5 separate regions of the Mus musculus genome follow, and regions 1, 2, 4 and 5 are each linked to region 3. The links are chromatin contacts, called in public Hi-C and promoter capture Hi-C maps. All regions are on one chromosome and are shown on one strand. Each heading gives the region's core, a stretch centred on a gene start, on an enhancer-like site or on the middle of the called end of the contact. The rest is flanking DNA. Distances are from core to core; before and after follow the strand shown.

Region 1 (4,536 bases), core at 7-2,506, 2.8 Mb after region 3:
GATATCTGGGTCTTTAGACTGCTGGAACTTCCCCAACAACTATCACTCATGCTTTGGCTCACAGCTTTTGAACAAGATTTATAGACAGGGAACCAGTGGCTGTTAGCTACAGCCTTCTATCCCAAAGGAAGGGCCAGAGGCTACATACCGCAGAGGGAAGCCAAGTTAGCCCCTAGCTAAGTCAGTTAACTGGCTCTGTTAAGTCACCTTACCAAAACGAATTTTTGAAATGACACAGTCCTTTAAAAGTCGAGGACTCATGTCTCTTCACCATTAAAATTAAAAAAAAAATTTTTTTTTAAAAAAAAGGATCGTAAGTAAGTACCGCCAAGTCATTGCCATGAACTGCTACTGGGCCAAGTCCCTTGGAAACTGCCTCATTAGACGGGATGTGCTGAGCAAGGCATAATCATTTTGCCAAGAGTAACCCCAGAAACCGTGGTGCAAAATGCAGTGGAAAATAGAGCTGCCAAAATTATGAGCAGGACATTCTGTAAGCGTCAGGGAAAATAAGCCAGCCGGAGCCTTCATACTTTCAGACCCGTTCAACCCCAATAAAGAGTTATCCAGAAATGACTAACAGCCATTTATTCATAAGGATGTGGGAATTCTCCATCATCGCGCCTATGATAGTGTCTGGGTTTTTAATCTGCTTCTACCGAAAGGACCTCGAGCAGACAGCTTCCCAGATCAAGTGCTTAAGGCAAAAATCTGAAAAGGTGCTTTTAGAACCTGTCAGAGACTCAGCAGTTCTGACTCTCCTTATTATGGCTCCCCAAGCTGGCTTTGGTCAGGCAGAGACCTGCGACTTGCCTGCTGCGAGGCGAGTTAGACACCCTCTGATCTCTGGCGGCGGCTCCTATGCTAACTCTACTCCACCGCCTTCCGCCACCCACAACAACTTTCAGAACCATGCACCAAGAACTAGTGGATCTGAAAGCGCATGTCTGCTGGCGGTACACCCGGGGGAAGCCTGGAAGCGAGATCAGACGCAGCTCGGCAAAACCAGACACACAAGGGATCCCTGCCCAGTTGTCAAGGTGGGAAAGGCGCCGGCCGGCACAGCTGCCTCTAGCTTCTCAGGAGACGGCGTACAAGGCACTCTTACCTTGTACTTCATCTCGGCGGTGATCTGATGAGCCCTGGTCCTATCGAATCACACAGTGAGTGAGGCACTGCAGAGTCCGCCCCTCCATTGAGCGCTGGGCTGGATGGAAATGAGAAGCCTTCGCCTCCCGCGCACTGCGGAGTCTCTGAGCTCACAGCCCAGATCCAGACCAGCACGGCGCGGGCCTCGTTTGCATACCGCGCCGCCATTGGCTGCTGGTGGCGGTGAAGGTAACGCCTCCACCCCGCCCACCTCTAACTTCTGAAACCCTCCGACAAAGAGCGTGTAATACGATCATTTCTTTTCACGTTATCAAAAGGGCGGAGGAGAAAACAGAAAGTGGGGAGGCGGCCCCAGCCACCCGGAGAAATAAAAATATAAAGAGGAAAGACATAGGAACCAGACAAAGGAGGTACGTTCCTTTTGAGAGTAACCTAAGTTTTAAAGAATCCGAATTCACAAAGCAGTCTGACGATCGCGCTTCCTGTGACCTAGCAACTAGTTCATAAACCCATTTCATTTCAAAGCCATTCACCTTACAATCTCTACATGAAACGAGCTGGAGGAACAAAGGGTTTTCTGTCTCCAGTACCCCCCCCTTTTTTTTTTACTAACCACCCCTGCTGATAGCTCTCTTTCCCTGTCTTTTCTCTTCCCCTTCCCTTTTCTGTGGCTGCTCCCCTCACCCCCAAGTGTTCAAAGTACTTTGCTAAGTCAGTCTGCTAGGAGCTGGAAAACATTTCTTTCTCAATGAAAAGGAACTCACTCATAAGCACCAGGCCTTCCCGGTTCTTCTCACTAGGACCTCCGAGGATAAAGGATAGGTGGGAACCCATGCAGGTTCTATAGAACACACCCGATACATCACGCCTGTCCAGCCAGCACTCTCCTCTTTGACCGCTGGCATTGCCAGATTCCGCTTTTGAACACCGAGGCCTTTTCCTTTTGACCTCTCTCCCCCAAATGACCCATTAGCCCACTCACACTTATTATTCAGGGAGAACGCTTCTGTTTGATAAGCCTGGTTTAAAAAAAAAAAAAAAAAAAAAAAAAAGAACAGCCTCTTTCAGGCAGAGCGCGGGACATGATTTGTAGAGCGGTTCCATTCTGAGATTTCTATAGAGAAAGAGAATCACTCAGGAGAAGACAGGCTTTTCTTTTCCTCGGGCCTCAGGACTTGGAGTATTCAGGACTATCCCCCAGTTGGGATGCATTCCAGCCAGACTGCACGACTCGGGTGGAAAAAAAAAATCAGCTCTTACTTCTTTCCTGACTAAGGTAGTCCAGAATCAGTTTTGCCTCCCCAATCCCCTTCTAAATTTCCAATGGATTAAAACTTTTGAAAATAAATGATTTAAGCCAAAAGCATAGGAGAGCAGATGCCGCATAAAAGTGGTTTCTGGGGGTGGGGGTGGGGGTGGGGGTGGGGTAGGGTTTACATTGACAATTGAATCCACATTTGGCTGCAGCTTGGAGTTTGCTCTACAAGATGTCCCTGGCCACCTTCGTGAAGTTGACATCCCGGTTCAGGCCCCTTCCAGGTCATGGCTTTTACTTCCTGATCTCAAAGCCGAATTGAACCTGTGTGATTCGCAAGGTCTTTTGTACACAGATTAGGCACGAAGCAGATTGCGGTAGCAGGATCATCCTGGCAGCCCTGAAGATTCACACTAGGGACCTATGTTTGTAGGACAAGTCAAATCTTTCTCTCTAGATTTGTCCTGGTTCCCCAGGAGACAGAGATAGCATTCCTTTGACTTCTTCAGCAGCCAGGCTGAATCATGCTTAGATGAGTGGATTAAAGCAAGGCTAACCCATTCAACCTCAACATTGCCAAAGCCTGTGCTAGGCGTTTGTGAAATTGTCTTCTCAGGGTAGATGGCTTGATTCCTATCAGGCAAATCGATACACATTCCTTAACTTTGCAATGCTAGCCTTATAAAATGAGGACATAATAATGTGTACCTGCTAGGGAAGAGAGCTAGGGTTTTCCTTGAGTGTGATAGGAAGCCATCTAAGAATTTTGAGAAAAAAACAATTTCCCTGTTTTTGCCCTTATTATCATGCTGTGATCTCAGTGCAGCCTAAGTAACACAAGTCATTTTGTTTTTATTGGTTATGCTCCCTCTAAACCTTTTGGAGAAACACAAATTCAGTAAATAAAGGAATAGCCCTTTCTGTATTGATTGCCTGAGACGCTGAATGTGAAAAATATGAAAAACTGATTATATAATTAAATTATTCAGGAAACCAGTGGGTTGGTTGGTACCTTTCCAGAACCGCCAAGGACCCTGGGCTCAGTCCCAACCCACGCTCACCAGCATCCTACGAGTAGGTGCCTCTTTGGAGAAAGCCATGCCCAGTTAGACCCTACTGCATCCAGGAGTCAGGGAAATGGCACCCGGTGCTTTCTGAGGGATTTTATTAGTAGCCATTGGACGTTGGTCAGAGCACACATGGAAATCAAGCAAATACTGGAACTGCTTGTGGCTCAGGCAGAACCCAGTGGCTATTTTGTCTGGGTGAAGGAACTAGAGCCCATGAGCAAGGAGGAGAGCCCCCTGGGGAATCAGCAAAGAGAACTCAAAGCTGACACGCAGAGACCTTGAGCCCTCTGGGTGTGATCCTACTAGTCATATGTATGGTAAGCCACTCTCCCGACTCTCCACTCTATTTAGAGATTTCTCTTTAGTTTCCTTCCTCGAAATCTCTCTATCTTCAGCGTTACTACCAGTTCCCTTCCCAGAGGACAGAGGGGATGGCGTTTAGATGGAATTGAACAGTCTCTTATCGATATGCTAACATCTTAGGAAGCAGACACCTTGGTGTGGACTATAATGAGAACTTCGCCAATCCTCGTTTCAGTTTTTTTCCTCCACACCCCAGGCTTATTTATACCTTACTGGCATTGCACAGATGGGTCTTTCTACAGAGAATGCTCTGGCTGCTTGTCCGCTATCAGGCCTAGCTCAACACACTAATGCCTTTGTGTGTGCTGGTCCACAGCCCCCGCCCTGCCCACCTCGCCCTTTCAGAACAAATCTCTCCTTCCCCTGACTGTGCTCCCATTGTACTTGGAACACAGATCTCTTAAAAGTGCCTTTTCCGTGTTTGGATGCTGATGGTGCGTTGACGTCTGTTTCTACAGCTTTGGGTGGGTTCTGGAAGAACAAGGTGATGGCTAGTTGATCTCTCTGTCTCTTTATACCCTGTATGTACTTAAGTCATTGCCCTGTGGATCAGGAAGTAATTCAGAGAACACATGTTTACCTCCAAGTTCGGCCTAGTGCCCAGGAAAGAAATAGAAGAAAATCCTTATGTCTGAGAACACCCTCCAGGTCTCATTTGTTAGCATAGACACAGGATGCGCCTTTTCAGAGCCAATGCCAGGCTGCTGTCAGTCCTGTCTCTGTGAGCCAGGAACAGCA
Region 2 (4,274 bases), core at 366-2,865, 2.4 Mb after region 3:
CCTTGACTGAAGGAAAAGGCAAGTAGGGAAGGCTGCGACGTCCTGTTTCAGGAGCAAAGAGCTCACAGTCTCCATTCTGGATAAGCAGGCTGGACTGCAGCCTGACCAGAAGTACCAGGTAACAGGCATCTTCAAATATGATAGCTGGTTTTGCAAAACATTCTCCTAGAGGGATTTGTAATCTTGGAACTGGGAGTTGGGGAAATTGGTCCAAGGGCAGGCAAAAGAGAAACAATAGCTACATTTTTGAACCTGTGAACAGCATCATTGGCAGTTCTGGATTGAATTCAGAAGCATTCTGAAAATTCTTATTTTGGGCAGTATCTGTATATCGTAATAAAGTAATGTCATTAGTGTTTCTCCACCTCCCCTCCCGAGTCTGCACAAATCTGAACCTCCGTGCTATTGGCCAGTTGGAAAGGGTAATGTAAACAGATTCAGTTACCATAATTAAGTTATGTATCTGTGTACCGAATGCTTTGTCAGGCTGCAACTATTTCAGTATTCATTCTAAGCCGAGGGCATTGCCAAAATGAAATTACTGATGACAAAATTACCCTCTGTTGTTAAGACACAGCAGATGTAATAACCTAATATTTAACAGTGTTATTTTTGAAAAAAAAAAAGATGAAGACAGAGATAGAACTGTCCTTTGCCCTACACCAAAGAAGATAACTTGAAGGAGAGTGAACCACTTTACAAAATGGCTGCATTTTCTTTCACAACTGACCTAAAGGCCCAGGGGAGGGTTTCTCAGAATATTTGTTTGATGCAGGTGCAGGAAGAGGATTAGTAAGAGGAAAGAAAAATAATATATAAACAGGAAAAACAAAACATGTAAATAAAATCTGGACGAATGAAACTGTAGCTCAGGACATGGCATGCCATTGGGCTGGAGTCTGGGCGCTTGGAATCTCAAGTTCCTACTTGGAAGGACTCTGCATGCTGTGCTAGTCTAGACTGCAGAAGGAAGACTGGGCACCGAAGGGCACTCTTTCTTCACAGGCTGGAATGCAAACTCATTTCCCATTGCAAGTCAACCCACAAGGTACAGACTCTCACTTGAGAAATGCAGACAACTAGCAAAGGAAAATGGAAAGGCAGCCCCCAGTCCAAAGGACACTGCTTAAAACTGCATCTAAATGTAGGTGGTGGAAAGCTGGGTTGTGAGTGTGTAGATCCTGAAAACCCAGCTCTTGGGAGGTAGGGGCTGGAGGATAGTTCCAGGTCAGAATGGATTGCCTGAGACCCTGTTTTGTTTTGTTTTGTTTCGACTATAAAGTCAAGAGTATAGGAGAGCTCCCGAGTGGTCTCTGGGTGCTTAAACCCTTAAGGTTCTTGGTTGAGATGTAGATCTGAACGTCCTTCGCGGCCAGGATTCAACTCTTTTCTGTGAAGTCTTCAGGTCTCATCCAAATTAGACCGTACAGTTCACTACCTGTACATTCTGTAACACCAGGGCAGAGGCCAGAGTACGAGGAGAGGGGGGTTTAAGTCAAAGTCACTCCCCCCCCATCCCCCCCACCTCTGCCCGGTCAGATCCCTTAGGACCGGAACTCCTCCTCCTGGGAGCTCATGTTTTGGAAACTGGTGGGGTGGGGCCAGAAAACATTACAATGGAGCTGGGATGGAGGAGGTGTGCTTTTATTTCAGATTGTGTCATTCGAGTAGAGTCTCCCGAAACAGCCACTAACAGAACCGAGGCTCTTTTAGATCCCCTGGGTTGTTAGCCTGGCACACTGGGGAGAGTAGGTAACACAGCAGAAGAGAGAGGCAGTGGAGGAAGGCAGGAAACCCTTCACACGCCTAGCCCGGCTCATCCCATCCACTTTGGGGTTTGCCGTGCCGATTGTAACAAGAGGAAAGAGCTAGCAGAAACCCCCGAAGGAAAGGAACGAAAGGGGAGGTGAGAAACTCAATTGAAAAAGAGGTAGCAGGGAGAGTAAAAGTCAGCAGATGCAAACTGGGAGGCCAGAGGAGGAGGAAAAGGCTGGGCTTCGGCAACCTGCTGCTAGGATTTAGACAAAGGAGGTTTGAGAGAGGCGGGATCAGATTCTAATATCTGCTCCAGGAGAGAGCTCGCTGCTGGGCTCCGGGAGACAAAACAGCCGCAATTCACACTGACTGGAGCATGTACCACAGCGAGAGCTCCCAGGAAAAAGTAAGTCCGAGAAGGGATTGGCCAAGCTTGACGGACTCTGACATCGGAGACCCTCTTTGAGGCATGCCTCCGTCCGTGCGTTACTTCTTCATAGTGTCTGTGACTACTGTCATCGTTTTTATTGTGCTCTACGTGTTAAGTTTTGGAGGAGATCAAAGCTACCAGAAGCTGAACATCTCAGACTCGGTGATGCTGGCTCAAGTGTGCTCATCTTTCATCGACGGGAAAAGCCGGTTCCTGTGGAGAAACAAACTAATGATTCACGAGAAGCCTTCTTGCACAGAATATGTGACCCAAAGCCACTATATCACTGCCCCTTTATCTCAGGAAGAGGTCGATTTTCCTTTGGCGTATGTCATGGTCATCCATCACAATTTTGACACCTTTGCAAGGCTCTTCAGGGCAATCTTCATGCCTCAAAATATCTACTGTGTTCACGTGGATGAAAAGGCAACAGCTGAATTCAAAGGTGCCGTGGAACAGTTAGTGAGCTGCTTCCCCAATGCCTTTCTGGCTTCTAAGATGGAGCCGGTGGTCTATGGTGGAATCTCCCGGCTCCAGGCTGACCTGAACTGCATCAAAGACCTGTCCACCTCCGAGGTCCCCTGGAAGTACGCCATCAACACCTGTGGACAAGACTTCCCCCTGAAAACCAACAAGGAGATAGTTCAGTACCTGAAAGGGCTTAAGGGGAAGAACCTCACTCCCGGGGTGCTGCCTCCAGCCCACGCCATTGGAAGGACCAGGTACGTCCACCGGGAACACCTAAGCAAAGAGCTTTCCTACGTGATCAGAACCACGGCTCTGAAGCCCCCACCTCCCCACAACCTCACCATTTATTTTGGCTCTGCCTATGTCGCCCTGTCGAGAGAGTTTGCTAACTTTGTTCTCCGTGACCCACGGGCGGTTGATTTGCTCCATTGGTCCAAAGATACTTTCAGTCCCGATGAGCATTTCTGGGTGACGCTCAATAGGATTCCAGGTATGTGAGAGTTCATGGTTCATGCAAAGGAGAGGCCCACAGACCTCTTTATCCACAGGTCCACAGGTGACACATTTCAGGGTTCAACCCATCTTGGATGGAAAATATTTGGGGAAAAAACAAACAATGTGTCTGTATTGAATGTGTGTAAACTTCCTTGTGATTTTTTAAAAAAATTTTTTTAAAGATTTATTTATTTATTATATGTAAGTACACTGCAGCTGTCTTCAGACACACCAGAAGAGGGCGTCAGATCTCGTTACAGATGGTTGTGAGCCACCATGTGGTTGCTGGGATTTGAACTCCGGACCTTTGGAAGAACAGTCGGGTGCTCTTACCCACTGAGCCATCTCACCAGCCCAATTTTTTTTTTTTTTTAAACAATGCAGTTTAACAATTATCCCATAGCAGTTACACTGAGTTAGGTGTTACAAGTCAGGCAGAGAACATGCCAATGTACAGAAGGGTGTGTATAGATTATGTGAAAACGCTGCACCATTTGATGCAAAGGACTCACTCAGCTGCAGGTTTTCATCACCCAAAGGGAACCTGGCACTCATCTCCCAGGGATGCTGACGGGTGGCTGTGTTTGAAGGACTTTTGAAAAATCTGCCTCTTTTAAAATAGAGATTAGAGATGCAAACTGCAGTGTAGAGTCCTCATCCTGGATTTCCTGAGTGCACAAGCTGCCCTTTGTAGGACCATTGCCAAACAGTGCCTCCCCGTGCACCACCGCAGCTTATGCCTGTCACAGTCATTTCTTAGGCCTGTGTTTAGCTCGTTCTAGAAGTTTTTCTTCTTCACTAATTCGTCAGATTTCCTCTTAGCCCAAGAGCTTTTGCCCACTAATAGGAGGGCCACTTTAACTTTTCTCCACTGCCCTCCCCCCAGCCATAGACCAGACCACTGCCCAGGTTCCCCACCCCCACCCCCACCCCGCAAAAAGTCACAATGTAGAGTGGCCAGACATACTGATCTGCGTTCATTGGCTGCTGGTCTTTTCTGTAGATGCGCCATAAAATTGAAGTCATGTGACTGCTGTAGCCTCAGGAATTACATCACACAGTAACTGTTCAGTAGGTTTGCGTTAGATGGAAGAGTGTGGAAAAGCAAGTGTTGTGTGAATGAAGG
Region 3 (4,437 bases), core at 409-2,908:
AACTGGCCAAGACTAGCTGGTTATTCATTGCATATATTCTAAACTTAAAACTCCATCAGCACTCCAGAGAACCTAACCCTGCCTGCATGTCAACTTTTCTCATAAAACTAAAAACCCTTAGATTTATTCCACCGAAATCAACTCCAATTAAGTCCTGTGGTGTACTTAACTGGAATCACTACTTTGAGACGACTTGTGCACAGAGTAACTATTAACGCGACTGACTGTGGCAGACTCCCAGTCTTTTTCTTTCAATGGTAGTTCTACAGACTCAAGTGGCTGTTCTTGGGAATGTAAAACAGTGTATCCCATTCCTGCATTCTTAACTGATAATGGCTGTGAGCCAAAATGATCCCCTCCCCCACAAAGTTAATTTAACACTAAACGAATTGAAATGCAGTAATAGCCCGCTCTAGGGTTATGGGCAAAGTTTCTCCCACTTTAGAAAAATACAATCACTGACTACATTGGATTCCACAGGCACATTTTTCTTAACTGCTTAACCCCCTGTCCTTAATGAGTCCCTACTGAGCTAGAGGAAGAGTACTTTGCTCAGCAATAAACACAGCCAGAACATCCCACATCTCAAGAGCCTGTGCTCTAAATACCGCTTTCTGCTGTGGACCGGAGAACTTCTTTCTCTGAGCATCTAGGCCCCAGTAGCAAAGCACTGCTATGTCTAGACTAATTCTTGGGGTAGTGAGGTGCACCAGGAAGCCCCAACCGAAGAATGGAAGCCTGAAGTTATGACTTTTAGGAAGAACAGTTCGACCTCACACTTTCCAAATGACCGGGCCCCAAATGAGAACAGGAGGTGAAAGAGTTAAAGGCCTTGAGAATACAGCTCACATCCACTCCAGCGTGCAGCGGAGACTCCAAAACTGGCACCTCGCTGGACTCCAGGGGCCGGGGAAGTCTCAGTTCCCGACCTAGGCTATCTTTTCCTACCCTCGACACACAAAGTGGGCAATCACATCTTGAGGGGGCCTTAGATTTCCAATCCAACCCAATATTGATGGGCCAGCAGGAAGAACCCTTCAGGATAGGGCACGTGGACGCCGGGCTCCCGCCGCGTCCGGCCAGCACAGGAAGTTTGGGGAGCTGGGCAGGGGACAGAAGCGGGGGATGCCTGGACTCCAGCAGTGTGGCGGGGTGGAGAGGCTTTTCCGGGTCTCCCCTCGGGGCCCGCCCTTCCTAGCTCGCAGGCCGGCGGCTAGCGCCACGTCAGCGGCGAGGCCCGAGCGCGGCCCACGCCCCCGGCGCAGCCTGCGCGGCCTCGCGCCCTCTCCCCGGTCCCCGGCTCCAGGTCCCTGGTCCCCGGTCCCAGATCGGGCTCCGCCGGCCTGCTGGAGCTGCAGTTACCAGGGCGCGAAGAACATGACGAAGTGCGCGGCGCTCTGGATCCCGTGCGTGAACATGTCGGCCGTATACAGGTGCTTGGCGTGCGGGTCCTGCTCGACCCCGCTGTCCGCTTCCACCTCCTGGGCCCGGGCGCCTTTGCGCGCCCCGAGCAGCAGCAGGAGCGTGGCCAGGGCCGGCAGCCCGGCCAGCGGCTGGAGGAGGCGTCCTGGGCGCGGGGGCATCGTGGCGGGGCTGGCGAGCTCTCGCTCGTGCCGCGGGTCCCCTCCGCGGCGCCGCTCCCGCCCCGGCTCCTCCCACGACCGCAGAGCCACGCCTCAATCACGCCCCCGCTCGCAGAGCCACGCCCCCTGTCCCGCCGGCTCACCTAGCAACTTGCTGTCTTCTGCTGAAAGCCACCAGGAAGAGGTCGCTTAGGTCCTGGGGTCCTTGTGCAGCACCTCCAGCGCTATCTCAGTCCGGTTCCCTTCCATCCCGCTGAGCTCATTCTCCTTCCCAAGCTCCTCATCAGCCTTTCCCTGCTAGGGACGAAGAGGCCAAGCTGCCAAGCTATGGAACAGTGGCAGCTTCTGTTGATAACTAATCAGACACCAAGAGACCCGAGAGTTTAGGACCAAGCTGAGCTGCTGTCAGCAGAAAGGAGGAAATCAGGCAAACGTGTGTGGGGTTTGCTCTTGCATAAGTCAGATTCTTAGCCAAAGCTCAACTGTGATTTGAGGGCCTGGCCTCAGGGGGTGTGATGAAACCACTTCCCAAGAGCACCTCCTCTGTTATCCTGCCCTGCCTTCACTTTGAAAAGGAAAGGCAGTCAAAGTGGCCCTTCCTTCAGGCCCTGGCTAGTGCCCTGTGTGCCCTAACTCACCCTGGATAGGAAAATGAATGGCAACAGCTGTTCTGGGTGAGAGCTAACGCCTGGGCTGGGGCGCATGGACCCACGCCAACTCTTGAACTTTAAGTCGGGTGGCAATCTAAGCTCCCTGCCCTGCCTTGAAAACCTGGAGCTAAGTTAGGGAGAACGAAACAACCACTAGACACTTGAGAGAGGTCCTAGAGCTATGCTCTGTACCGATGAAAAGGAAGCTGGCATCATAAGACATATATATGGTGATCTTTTATTGGGAAAAAGCAACGGGCATAGTAAGAAGAGTACATGGCCATCTTGTATTGGACTTCTGAGCAACACTTCTGAAAATCACCTGATCTTTATTAGCCTCAGCCTCCCTAAACCAAAAGCCTGGGTTAGCAACAGTTGGGGGTGGTGGTAAAGGGAGGGGCAGGGAAACTCACATCATCTGTAACTATTCTCATGTTAGGTTCGTCCACCTGTAAATGTTTAACCATGGTTTTCCAAACACCAAACTGCAGCATCTCTTGCTTGCCCCCTCTCTCCCTTTGTGCCCTCACATTCTGAGTAAGCACAGTTCAGCCAAACGCTTCTTCCGGCTTTCCTAACCTGAACAGACCTAAACTTGCCCATCGCAGGAGAAGTTCTATGAGCATCCTTTGCCCACGTGATTTTGACTATGGCAATTTGTTGCTCCAACTTGAACCAGCACACCAACTCTGCCCAGTAGCCTTGGCATACAGACTAAAATAGAAATCCCTGATGCTGTCCTTGAAGGCCTCCTGTGATGTGCTCTGCCATGCCTCGTGTCCTGTGAGGCTTGCTGGTGACCAGAAATCCAAGAACTCTTGCCATGTCATCTGTACTGTCAAGGTCAAAGCTTTATGCTCCTCAATACTTCTCTCACTTCATTGCTAAGACATCGCAACAGAAGGTACTATGTTTATAATATCAACTCCTTTTTCACCTGCCCAAAGCTGTGTGGTTCCAGATCCCTTTGGGGGTCAAATATCAGCTATTAACATTATGACTTGTAACAGTAGCAAAATCCTAGATTTGAAGTAGCAATGAATAGTTTTATGGTTGGGGTCACCACAACATGAGGCCCTGCATTAGAGCGTCACAGCATGAGGAAGGTTGAGAACCACTAGCACAGACCATAGCTCTTGGAGCCCTCTCGAACGCTGGCTGTTGGTTGATGTTTCACTCTTGCGTCTCGTGCAGTTGAGACGAAAGGCAGATAGCACCCTTTACCAATGTGTTCCCTTCTATCCACAGACCTTCAGCTCCCGACATATTGGATCTACTGAGCATCCCACCATCATCTGCCCTTGCAGTTTTTGCCATCCTCCCAGGACACTCTCCTATTTCACTGAAGACTGTGGTGCCTTCCAGATGACAGAATTCCCAACAACCCTTTCCTGTCATCATTCCTGGTGACTTTGGTGATTTTGACATTTCCATCAGGAACCCCTTTATACAAGGGAATCTAGAATGTTTACTGTTTCTAATATCTGGATAAAGGTGCTAGGGTTTGGGTCTTGAATGTAAACCTCTGTGGGTCCATGTGTTGGAGACCTATCTCCAGAGTGGTGCTAGTGGAAGGGGGTAGAATTTTTAGATGCAGGGTGGGAGGTTTTAAGATCATTGAAGGTGTGTCTTCAGAGGCGATCTCAGGAGCCCTACCACTCATTCCCTGCCTCCTAAGGTGAGGAGCTGTATTCCCACCCTGGGGAGCTGTCTAAAGCACTGAGGTGGCTATGAACACTGCCCAGAACCTCCAAGCCTGACAGTCAAATACTTTTCTTCTTTGTGTCTCAGGTATTAACTGCAGTGGCCAATTGTTGTGGAGGCTCTCTGTTACTGGTATGGTTACTGTTTCTGTCAATGTGACTCTGACCAGGAATACTCTATTGACTGTTTCTCTGCGGCATTGATACAATGACAGGAACTCCACCTGAGTCTGCCATCCTTTTGGCTTCTCTATTAAAGGCTCAGAGCTTTGCCTCCAACTCACCTTCATCCTCTCTCTCTCTCTCTCTCTCTCTCTCTCTCTCTCTCTCTCCCTCTCTCTCTCTCTCTCTCAGACCTCATTCATCCCCATAGCTGTACACACTTCCAACGCAGACAGCACCACAAACCTTTCACTACGAAGAACTTGTCTGACCCGAGAAGGAGAGAACTCTTGCACTGTGTCTCTCTGATGGGAGCATTAGTTTCTGCCATACCCTTTC
Region 4 (4,654 bases), core at 2,100-4,599, 2.7 Mb after region 3:
ACATGCTGTTTCACAATAGTTTTTAAAGATGAAAAAAAAATGTGTAGACGTGTGTCTGTGAAGAGGGCATCAGATTCCTATGAGCTGGAGTTATAGTGAATGGTACTGGGAACTGAATTTGGGTCCTCTGCAAAAGCAGTGTAGAATTCATTTTTAAGAGTGTTTCTGTCTCTCCAGGCTCAGAGTTATCCTAGTTAAAATTCACTATCCTCCCCATTTTTCACAAAATATAATGTATTGTTATGGTGAGTACCATTCACACAACAGGTTTCTTGAACTTACCTAACTGTAATATCTCACTTTTGACCAATACCTCTCTTCTCCCAGTTCCCTGTATCCACCAGCTTCCTCTAAAGGGGAGAGGGTGGGCTCCATTCTCTCCTCCTACAAGACCAACACTTTTAGGATGAAATCATGGTGTGTTTGTCTGGCTGACTTATTTCAGTTAATGCACTATCCTCTAAGTTCACCTCTGTTTTTGCAAACGATTTGATTTTGTTCTTTATTGCAAGTAGGATGCACTGTGTTCCATTCAGCCACCATTTCTTTACTCACTCTGTTAGTTTGGTTCTCCATCTTGGCTACTGTCAACTATTGCTGTAATGAAGCTGGTGGCACAGATGTCTCTTCAGCATATTGATTCATTTCCTTTGGATATATACCCAGCAATAAAATTACTGGGTCATGTGGTATGTCTAATCTTAGTATTTTGAGGAGCCTGCATGTGGTTTTCCCATAATCACTGTACAAATTTACATTTTCATTAGTGTGTAAGGATTCCCTTTTCTCCACGAGTCTTCCTTCCTTCCTTTCCTCTCCTCCTCCTCCTTCTCTCTCTCTCTCTCTCTCTCTGAGATATGGTGTCATACAGTCTGTCTTAGTCAGGGTTTCTATTCCTGCACAAACATCATGACCAAGAAGCAGTGGGGAGGAAAGGGTTTATTCAGCTTACACTTTCTACATTGCTGTTGATCACCAAAGGAAGTCAGGACTGGAACTCAAGCATGCCAGGAAGCAGGAGCTGATGCAGAGGCCATGGAAGGATGTTTCTTACCGGCTTGCTTCCCCTGGCTTGCTCAGCCTGCTCTCTTATAGAACCCAAGACTACCAGCCCAGGGATGGCACCACCCACAAGGGGCCCTTCCCCCTTGATCACTAATTGAGAAAATGCCTTACAGTTGTATCTCATGGAGGCATTTCCTCAATTGAAGCTCCTTTCTCTGTGATAACTCCAGGTTGTGTCAAGTTGACACAAAACTAGGCAGTACACAGTCTAAGCTAGTCTTGACTTCACCGTGTAGACAGGGCTGGCCTTGAACTTCTGACCCTCCTTCTAAGTGCTGCTAATTATGGCGGCACAGATCCAGCCTTTTCAAGTCAGTTTAGATTTCTGTTTCCTTCACTCTTTACCTCTCGTCCATCCACACTAATCCTAATGATTTAATGTGTCCTACATCTTCCCACTTTTCACCAAGCCAGAGACGACTGCTCTCATCCAAACCTTGATTCAATAGTTCCAGGGTAGTTCTGACACGTGCCCAGAGCATCCTGCACATCTGAGATTATTCTTTGCGAGCCACAGTTTTGGAGGATACATTATAATCCACTTGGGAGCTTTACAAAAATCTACTTTGCCTGCTCCTTGCCCTGAAGACTGGCATTCACTCTGTGGGGATAAGAGATGGGCATTTGTAGTTTGAGTTCCTTTTGGTGAGTCAAATGCACATCAGACTTGAGGGGTTGGAAGGGAGGTCAAGTTTATCTGGCTCTTGGGGGCTGCACACACCGCTCTTCCTATGTAGACGCTCTTCCTGTAGGTCTTTCCATGGTTGGATTTTTCACTCAGGACTCAGATCAGATGTTACTTCCTCAGGAAGTTCTTTCTCGATGACTACAATCTCAACACCCCCATGTTCGCCACAGTGCTTTACTTATTTTCATTGGGGATTTGCAATCCTTGCACACCCCTATTTATGTTATTGTCTGTATTGCCATGACTTTTTTTTAAAGATTTATTTATTATTATACATAAGTACACTCTAGCTGTCTTCTGACAGAAGAGGACATCGGATCTCATTACGGATGGTCATGAGCCATCATGTGGTTGCTAGGATTTGAACTCAGGACCTTCGGAAAGGGCAGTCAGTGCCATCTCACCAGCCCCTGCCATGGCTTTATCCTTGGCACCTCAAAGAAGTCCAGAGCACACAGAAGTGTTTGTTGTATGTGAATGAAAGAGAAGGTAAAAAGGTCTGGATTCTTCCTGATTTCTTTTGAACTAGATCTATTCAAATGTATTCCTTTCAACCAGATTGTAAATCAAACGTGCTCCGTTATGCAAGTGAGTTGGATCATCTGCTAAAAATGAATAAGTTGATTTCTAAATTTATTGCATCGAGCTCAACTCTCTCCACAGGAACTGTATATTAAATCTTGCGCAAAGCCAGTAATGCCTTGATGTATTTTTATGCTGCGTCTTAGCTGGAAAGCAGTTTACACAGTAGGGCATCTGGGAATGGCTAGCACAGAGTTGCAGTGGAAGGCGAAAGCCTTGATTTCTCAGGGAGGAAAGGGCTGATCACCTCTTGCGTTAACAGATGTGGCAGAACTGGGAGTTTTAATTTCAAATAGAAAAAAAGGACTTGAGATAAATACCTTGTTTTTCAGAAGTTAGTTCAAGCAAATGTGGCAAAACCTTTGGCTGTTGGCCAGATGTTGCTTGAATTAAAGGAGACAACAGAACGAAACTTGCTAAACAGGTAGGTGAATTAAGAGCACAGATGTCTCTAAGTCACTCACCAGTTACTTCTGAAGCGTACTATCTGTGAAAACACAACACAACATCTGTTGCTGGGGGAGGGGGAAGGCTTTCCAGATTCTGACGTCAGGGGACTTATTTCCTCACAAGTAACTAACCTTTGCCGGGAGCAATAGGTTGGGTTCAAGTACAACCTGTTTTTCAGGCAACAGCCATCCTCTTTTCCCTTTTGCTCACTAAAACCAATTTTGTATTTGAATTAACGGCTGAAATGTAACTGGCACCTCGGCAGGGAGACAGTCCGACGCACAGTCTTGAGAACAAGAATCAGCAGTCTCTAAGTTGGAGGTGGCGGCTCAAGAACACCAAAGGCACAGGGGACGGGAAAGGAGAGCAAGGAGAAGCCGGAGCAGCGTTGACTCCTGGGAGTGGTAGTTCGTTGCTGGGCGGAGACCTGGAGCTCTCGCCGATCTTTGCACTACATTACCCAGCAGGCCTCGCGCAGCGGCTGAGTCGCTGCGGAGTGGGTGCTTGGTGATGAGCTACCGCGGGGGAGGGGGCGGGGAGCGGAGGAGCAGCTGCAGCGGCCTCGGGGAGTGGTTGACATCTGGCGTCTCCGAGGGAGGAGGGGGACCTCGAGTGAGCTGCAGCCAGGGCCTGGCGTTCGCCGCGCCACCTCCAGATCACTCTTTCCCCGCCTCGACGTCCGCCATGGCAGCGCGTCCGTCCGTCGCCGGCCTCTCCGCTCGCCGTGGCTCCGGCTCCCCGGAGCGATGAGGAGGCGGTAGTGGCGTCCCAAGGCCCGCTCCACCAGCGACTCGGTCGCCCCGGCCGGGGGCAGGTCTGAGGGCCGGTCCCGTCGCGGCCCGCCCCCGCACCGCCAAGTTCCGCCCCCTGGGGGCGCTGCCCTCGGGCACCCGCGGTCCATGCCGCCCCGCCGCTCTGCCGCCCGCCGCTGAGCCCGCGCCCACCCCCCAGCTCTCAAAATGTGGCACAACGTGGGGCTGACCCTGCTGGTGTTCGTGGCCACGCTGCTGATCGTCCTGTTGCTGATGGTGTGCGGTGAGTGGGGGGTAACGCCGGGGGCGGTCGGGAAAGCTCGCGTGGACAAGTGTCCACGGTGATCACCTCGGTGGTCTCGGTGGCCACCGGGCTCCCAAGACCGAGTTTAGAGGAGTCATGCCTCTTGCTCAGGGCAGGTCGCCCGGGCATCACGAACCTTCAGGCTCAGCGAACCTTCAGGTCTGGCATCCTGACTCGAGGTAGAAGCACGTTTCTGCTTCCCCGGCAGGTTTGTCCTTGGTTGCCATAATGCCACAGCCTACCCAGATCTTTCACCGTGGCCTGTATTCGAAGGAGCAGTGATCGGTTTCATCTTTTTATTTGGATGTTCTGAACCTAGTGAGAGATTTCATCACCTTTTGGGTTTCCAGCGCACGTGAAGCTGTTTGTTTACTTCCAAGTTCAGGCTTTAACCAAATTCCCAGCCTACTTGATAATGGGCAGAGCCAAAAAAAAAAAAAAAAAAAAAAAAAAAAAAAAAAAACACCACTGGCGGTAATAAACTTCCAGGGTCAGGGAACCTTATCTTGGTTCTGCTGTCCTGGGGCTGTTTGGTCTGCTGCTGTGTACTTCTCTTCCCAGGAGGGAAGGAACGTTAAACTGTTCTCATGGCGTGTTTTCCATCCCTCTTAATTCGTTATGCACATAGCTGATAACCACAGGTCTCAGCCAGGAGACTGAACAATTGTGAGAGTTTGGAGAGTATTTCAAATAAATGACAGTAAGCACTGGTATTTAGAAGACCAAGTATGGGTTTGAAGTGATGGAGTATTGGGTTAAAATTTTATAAATACTGTAAAGCTTATTCTTACATAGTTAATGCTCAGTCCAGTA
Region 5 (4,597 bases), core at 1,870-4,369, 2.4 Mb before region 3:
TTTGAATGAGATTGGCCTCCATAGGCTCATCTATTTGTTGAATAGTCATCAGGGAGTAGAAGTTTTTGAAAGAATTAGAAGGATCAGGAAGAGTGGCTTTGTTGGAGGATGTGTGTCTTGGGGTTTTAAGAGTCAGGCCCAGTCTCAGTCAGTCTCTCTCTCTCTCTCTCTCTCTCTCTCTCTCTCTCTCTCTCTCCCACCTGGAGACCTGGATGTAGAACTCCCAGCTCCTTCTCCAGCACCATGTCTGCATGCATGCTGCCACGCTCCTTGCCATGCTGAAAATGAACTAAACCTCTGAAACTGAAAGCCAGCCCCAATTAAATGCCTTCTTTTATAAGACTCGCCTTGGTTGTGGTGTCTCTTCACAGAAATAGAACAGTGACTAAGACAGCAACAAATCATCAGAGTTGTAATACTCTCCTTTACCTATTTACCAAAAGTCTGTTCTCTATGTCCTCTAGTTTATCCTCTGCACCATTATAAGCAACTCCCTCTGACATCTTTACTTCTAGCTTGAGATTCTTTTATCTTGCTGCCCAAAGGACCTTACCTAATCCTCAGAACTCCAAGAATGAAATCTGGGTTCCACAGCAGAGACTATATACCCTGGTATATGTGGCCCTTTCCACCTTCTTGTTGCAGACTTAGTTTCTCTAGTGCTTAGTTTCGATTCATGAAAAATAGTCCATCACAAAGAAGTGCTCAATGGGTACTTAGTGAATGACTGTGTTGGATTGACAATGGAGGGACAGGGCTATATTTGAATTCTATAGGGTATTTGTAAAGGCAGTCTTATTTTATATGACGCTAGTTTTATTTCATGGGACATAATGCTGGCAGGGTTCACAGGGTTTCGATACATGGTATCTGGAAAAGGAGAGCACCTGATTCCTGTGGAAATTACATCTGTGTGAGGCACAGACTACTCTCTGCGTGCGTGTCAGCACACAGCTGCTTGTGTTGAAGCTCAGTCTCAATTTTCTGTGAGGCACAGCCTACCTTTCTGTATTGGCTCTTAAGTCACTTCCAGATGGAAGTTTAGGACGAAAAGGCCCCTAAGAGGCTGTGTAGTCCAGTGAATTAGTTTCATCACCAAGAAAACTAAGTCCTTGAGGCCCAGTAACTCTAAAGCTGCATATTCTGTTAGGGTTGCTATCAGTGTTTTACAGAACTTGTTTCCAGTTGGGCCCCCCAGTGTGAACCTCTGCTTAGTCTCTGTTTATTCAGTCCATTTTTATTCTTGAGACAGACATCTTCTAGACTGCAAGGAACACTCCAAGCATTTACTTCCATGTTTCCTGTCTTCCATCAATAGTAAGTAATAACAGGTATTTGTGGAAACTCCTACCAGGAGGTTTAGTGTTTATGCCCCCTCTCCTCCAAAGCCAATGTCATCACATAAAATCAAAACCTATGTTCGGCTGGGTATGAGCTCACTTGTCCAACCCATGTGCTATTCTCAGTTGACACGACAACTATTATTTTCTCAGCAGGTTTCTGAAATATGAATTACTGCTGGGAAAGTTGGTGCATCTGTTCACAGACTAAAGTAGTGCATAGCCGGACGGGTAGCTCAATCCCTAGAGAAGGGTGCACCTAGAACCAGGTCTGTTTCAGGAGTTAACTGCCAAGACACCCAGCCCATGCCTGGGCAGCTGTGAAGGACAGCTTGTTAAGTACTTGAAAGACTTGGGAAATAAATGAAAATAAGCAAACTGTCTGGAGAAAATGAGCTGGTTTCATCAGATTCTTATTCTTAGATTCAATCTCAAAGGATTCAGGTAATTAATCAATAAGACACCAAATATCAGAAAAACCCTAAAACTCTACAGAAATGTTGGGTCAGAAGTTTCAAAGAAGCAGAAACTGTGAAGGTGGAGGTTCTGAGGTAGAGTTTTGTGTGTGTGTGTGTGTGTGTGTTGTTTTGGTTTTTTTGAGACTGGGTTTCTCTGTGTAGTTCATGGTGGCCTCGATTTCAGCGCTCTGGCTGCCTGTGCCTTCCCAGTGCTGGGGTTAAAGGTGTGCACCACTACCATGTGGCAAGGAAGTATAAGGGACTCATACAAGTAGGGGAATAGGCCAAGCAAGGAAAGAAATGGGGCAGAGTTAAAAATGTAAGTTTTAGTGCATTTAAGTGAGGTGCACGCATAGTAACTCATTAACATACATTTTATAACTTAAAATAAATTTAAGTTTTAAATGTTTTTGAAGAATTGATGCTCCTGTCCTCTTGTTATAGGTCCTAGACTCTAGGATCTAGCAGTAAGATTTCAGTTTGGCGAGGCTGGATAAACTAAGAATTCAGTTTTTAAAGGCTTAGCAACTCATTTTACCTTTAACATGAATATGTAGCCCCTCTCCACCATCCTTTAGTAAGAACGTATCTGATACTTGGAACCAACGTCACGAATTAAAACACTAGTGAAATGAAAGGGGGCCCTAGAGCAAGCCTTCAGTTTTGTGTCCACGTGGTCTAGACTGCCTGCTTCCACTCTTGTAATCTCAAGGCAAGATATAGGTATGCCCTAAGTTTCCTTGTCCTAGCTTCTCACTGGTAGCTTCGCGTTCATCACTTTGTACCGCAGAAACAGGACACTGTTTAATGGTCCTAAAGCCCCTATGTGGGTGTCAGTTCAGGGAAGGTATCCCAGCATTTGAAGGGCAAGTCCTTGGCTCCTCCCCTCCAGGGCTCTGAGGGTCACACCTGGGGGTGGACAGTTGCACGTGCGCGTCATGGGAGTGGAGCCTGTCACTTTCACAGGTTGTGGCCGCCTGATCCGCGACCCCCGCAGACAGAGCTGGGCACCCGATTCCCGGCCCTCCCCCCGGGTCACCTGTAATTGTAGGCGCTGAAATGCTTGCTCTCTCTCATCATCGCCCGGTACAGATCTAAAACTTGTGCGCGGCTGGAGGCTGCCATGTTGAAAATAAACAAAAACAAACAAACCAAAAAACACCCTAACAACAAAACCAAACAGGTCCTTCTTCGTAGAAGCCCCAAGTTTAACTGAACCCAAATGTCAAACGATGCAAAAAAAAAAAAAAAAAAAAAAAAGCACGCTGGAAGGCAGGAGAAGAGAGGCTCCGCCTGGCTCGCGCGCGGCCTGGCTCGCGTCCTGCGCGAGAGGTGGCGCCGCAGGCAGGGCGGCGGGCAGCTAAGGGGTGGCGCCCGTGTCCTGGAGGCTCCGCGTTCCTCACAGGCTCCTCGGGCGGCAGGAGGCCGAGCCGTCCAGCCCCAGGCTCGCTCCTCGGGAGGACAGTCGCGGGCTCGAACACCAGGGCTCAAAGCCTCCTCCGCCTTTCGAACCGCCCGGGGGCGTGGCCGAGATCCCGGTGTCTCCTGACACCACGCCCCCTACACCTGCCTAGGCCCCGTTGCCTGGGTTACGAGCCGCGCTCCCCAGCCCTGCCCCTGCCCGGCTCGGCTGTCTTTGGCGCTGCCTGACCTGCTGTGCACGAAAACGAGGGTGACTTTGCTTTGGATCCGTCTGGTTGGCAGCCTGAGTTTATCAGTGTCATCGTGACTGGGGGACGCAGCGCCAGTGGTGCGGAGGTAACTAGCTGGCGACTTCCTGGCGCACCGGCTTGTCTTTGGGCGAGCGGCTCAAGGGACCTAGGGCCCTGGCCTCTTCCCGTCAAGATGGCGGCGCCCAGCGCGCCCAGCGTCTCGGTAGCCAGAGGTTAAGCTCAGTGACGGCGGAGTGAGTGTGTGGCCGCTTTGCGGACTTCGAAACGCCCGCGTTTGGTTTCCCCGGCGTACGCTGGGTGAGTGCTGGCCTTGCTGCAGAGTAGAGGTGTCAGGTCGCCGACTGTTATGCACTTTGCATTCGGCTGTGACTTCCATTTCCGGGATCTTCACTAAGGGGCTACACTATTTTTTGTTTGTTTACTATTTTTTCTTTCTTTTCTTTTCTGTTTTTTTTTTTTTTTCTTTCCTGTTTTTGAGACGGGGTCTCGTTTTGTAGTCCAGACTGCCCTTGAGCTCCTGGTCACAGATTTCCCGGTGCTGGGATTAAAAGTGTGGGATGCACTACTGTTTTTGTTAAGAGCACGGTTTTGTAGTGCGTAAACATAAATAAACAAACAAGCACATAAATAAATTAGATGTCATGATTAATAAGGGAACCCTTAGGACTTTAGGGGATTTCCTAGACATCATTTCAGACCCAAGGCAAAAAGAGGGTTTTTCTCAGCTTTTAGCTATCACGGACCAGCTTACTAAAGTACTTAAGTTTTTGGGTTGTTCCTTGATCTTAGGACTGTGCGAAGAGAAGCTTCGAATAATTCTGGTTCTTGTGTTTGGAACTCACTCGTTAGTTTTGGAATATTGTTTTATATTAAGATGGTGCAACAAGCCACTACCTGCAAATTCTCTGTCCCTAAATACAGCAAAGAGTCATTTTAACGATAAGACGGAAGTCAATTTACCATGCCTTATCATTTGTTTTGGTGTATCAAGCTTTCATTCTCTATTCGAAACAATCTGTGTTTTTCTGGATCACATGTTTGCAACTTGTTGTCCTTGAATCTAAGTATACCTACTCGTCTTGATGTAGTGGCAATCAAAGGTATTGACGATACAGTGCTTTTATAA

Evidence for each region. Promoter capture Hi-C pulls out the DNA fragments that hold promoters and counts their contacts. Hi-C and Micro-C count contacts between places; a contact is called where the count stands out from the background.
Region 1: a promoter capture Hi-C map of liver shows a contact between it and region 3, with 2.8 times the contacts expected there. The contact joins the promoter of Nedd9 here to the promoter of Txndc5 in region 3. A contact is called at or near these places in 1 of 39 promoter capture datasets (liver) and 1 of 115 datasets of contacts at active chromatin or transcription factors (astrocytes).
Region 2: a promoter capture Hi-C map of hippocampal neurons shows a contact between it and region 3, with 4 times the contacts expected there. The contact joins the promoter of Gcnt2 here to the promoter of Txndc5 in region 3. A contact is called at or near these places in 4 of 39 promoter capture datasets (hippocampal neurons, liver and stem cell-derived epiblast-like cells).
Region 4: a Hi-C map of CD8 T cells shows a contact between it and region 3, with 5 times the contacts expected there. The contact joins the promoter of Smim13 here to the promoter of Txndc5 in region 3. A contact is called at or near these places in 5 of 39 promoter capture datasets (embryonic stem cells, hippocampal neurons, liver and 1 more) and 1 of 484 Hi-C or Micro-C datasets (CD8 T cells).
Region 5: a contact with region 3 is called in a Hi-C map of regulatory T cells, with 8 times the contacts expected there. The contact joins the promoter of Lyrm4 here to the promoter of Txndc5 in region 3. A contact is called at or near these places in 4 of 39 promoter capture datasets (hippocampal neurons, liver and pre-B cells) and 1 of 484 Hi-C or Micro-C datasets (regulatory T cells).

What each region holds. Positions count from the first base shown.
Region 1 is chr13:41,357,745-41,362,280 of GRCm38.p6, forward strand. It overlaps Nedd9 (neural precursor cell expressed, developmentally down-regulated gene 9), which reads right to left and starts at 1,257. Exons shown (of 7, transcript NM_017464.5): 1 at 1,109-1,257. The coding sequence starts at 1,120.
Region 2 is chr13:40,885,143-40,889,416 of GRCm38.p6, forward strand. Gcnt2 (glucosaminyl (N-acetyl) transferase 2, I-branching enzyme) reads left to right here and starts at 1,616. Exons shown (of 3, transcript NM_008105.3): 1 at 1,616-3,143. The coding sequence starts at 2,225.
Region 3 is chr13:38,526,826-38,531,262 of GRCm38.p6, forward strand. It overlaps Txndc5 (thioredoxin domain containing 5), which reads right to left and starts at 1,659. Exons shown (of 10, transcript NM_145367.4): 1 at 1,363-1,659. The coding sequence starts at 1,583. Gm31834 (a long non-coding RNA gene) reads left to right here and starts at 1,078. Exons shown (of 2, transcript XR_382215.4): 1 at 1,078-3,137; 2 at 3,482-4,437.
Region 4 is chr13:41,246,495-41,251,148 of GRCm38.p6, forward strand. Smim13 (small integral membrane protein 13) reads left to right here and starts at 3,350. Exons shown (of 2, transcript NM_001135577.2): 1 at 3,350-3,820. The coding sequence starts at 3,745.
Region 5 is chr13:36,114,238-36,118,834 of GRCm38.p6, forward strand. Lyrm4 (LYR motif containing 4) reads right to left here and starts at 3,120. Exons shown (of 3, transcript NM_201358.2): 1 at 2,838-3,120. The coding sequence starts at 2,923. It overlaps Fars2 (phenylalanine-tRNA synthetase 2 (mitochondrial)), which reads left to right and starts at 3,406. Exons shown (of 7, transcript NM_024274.3): 1 at 3,406-3,768.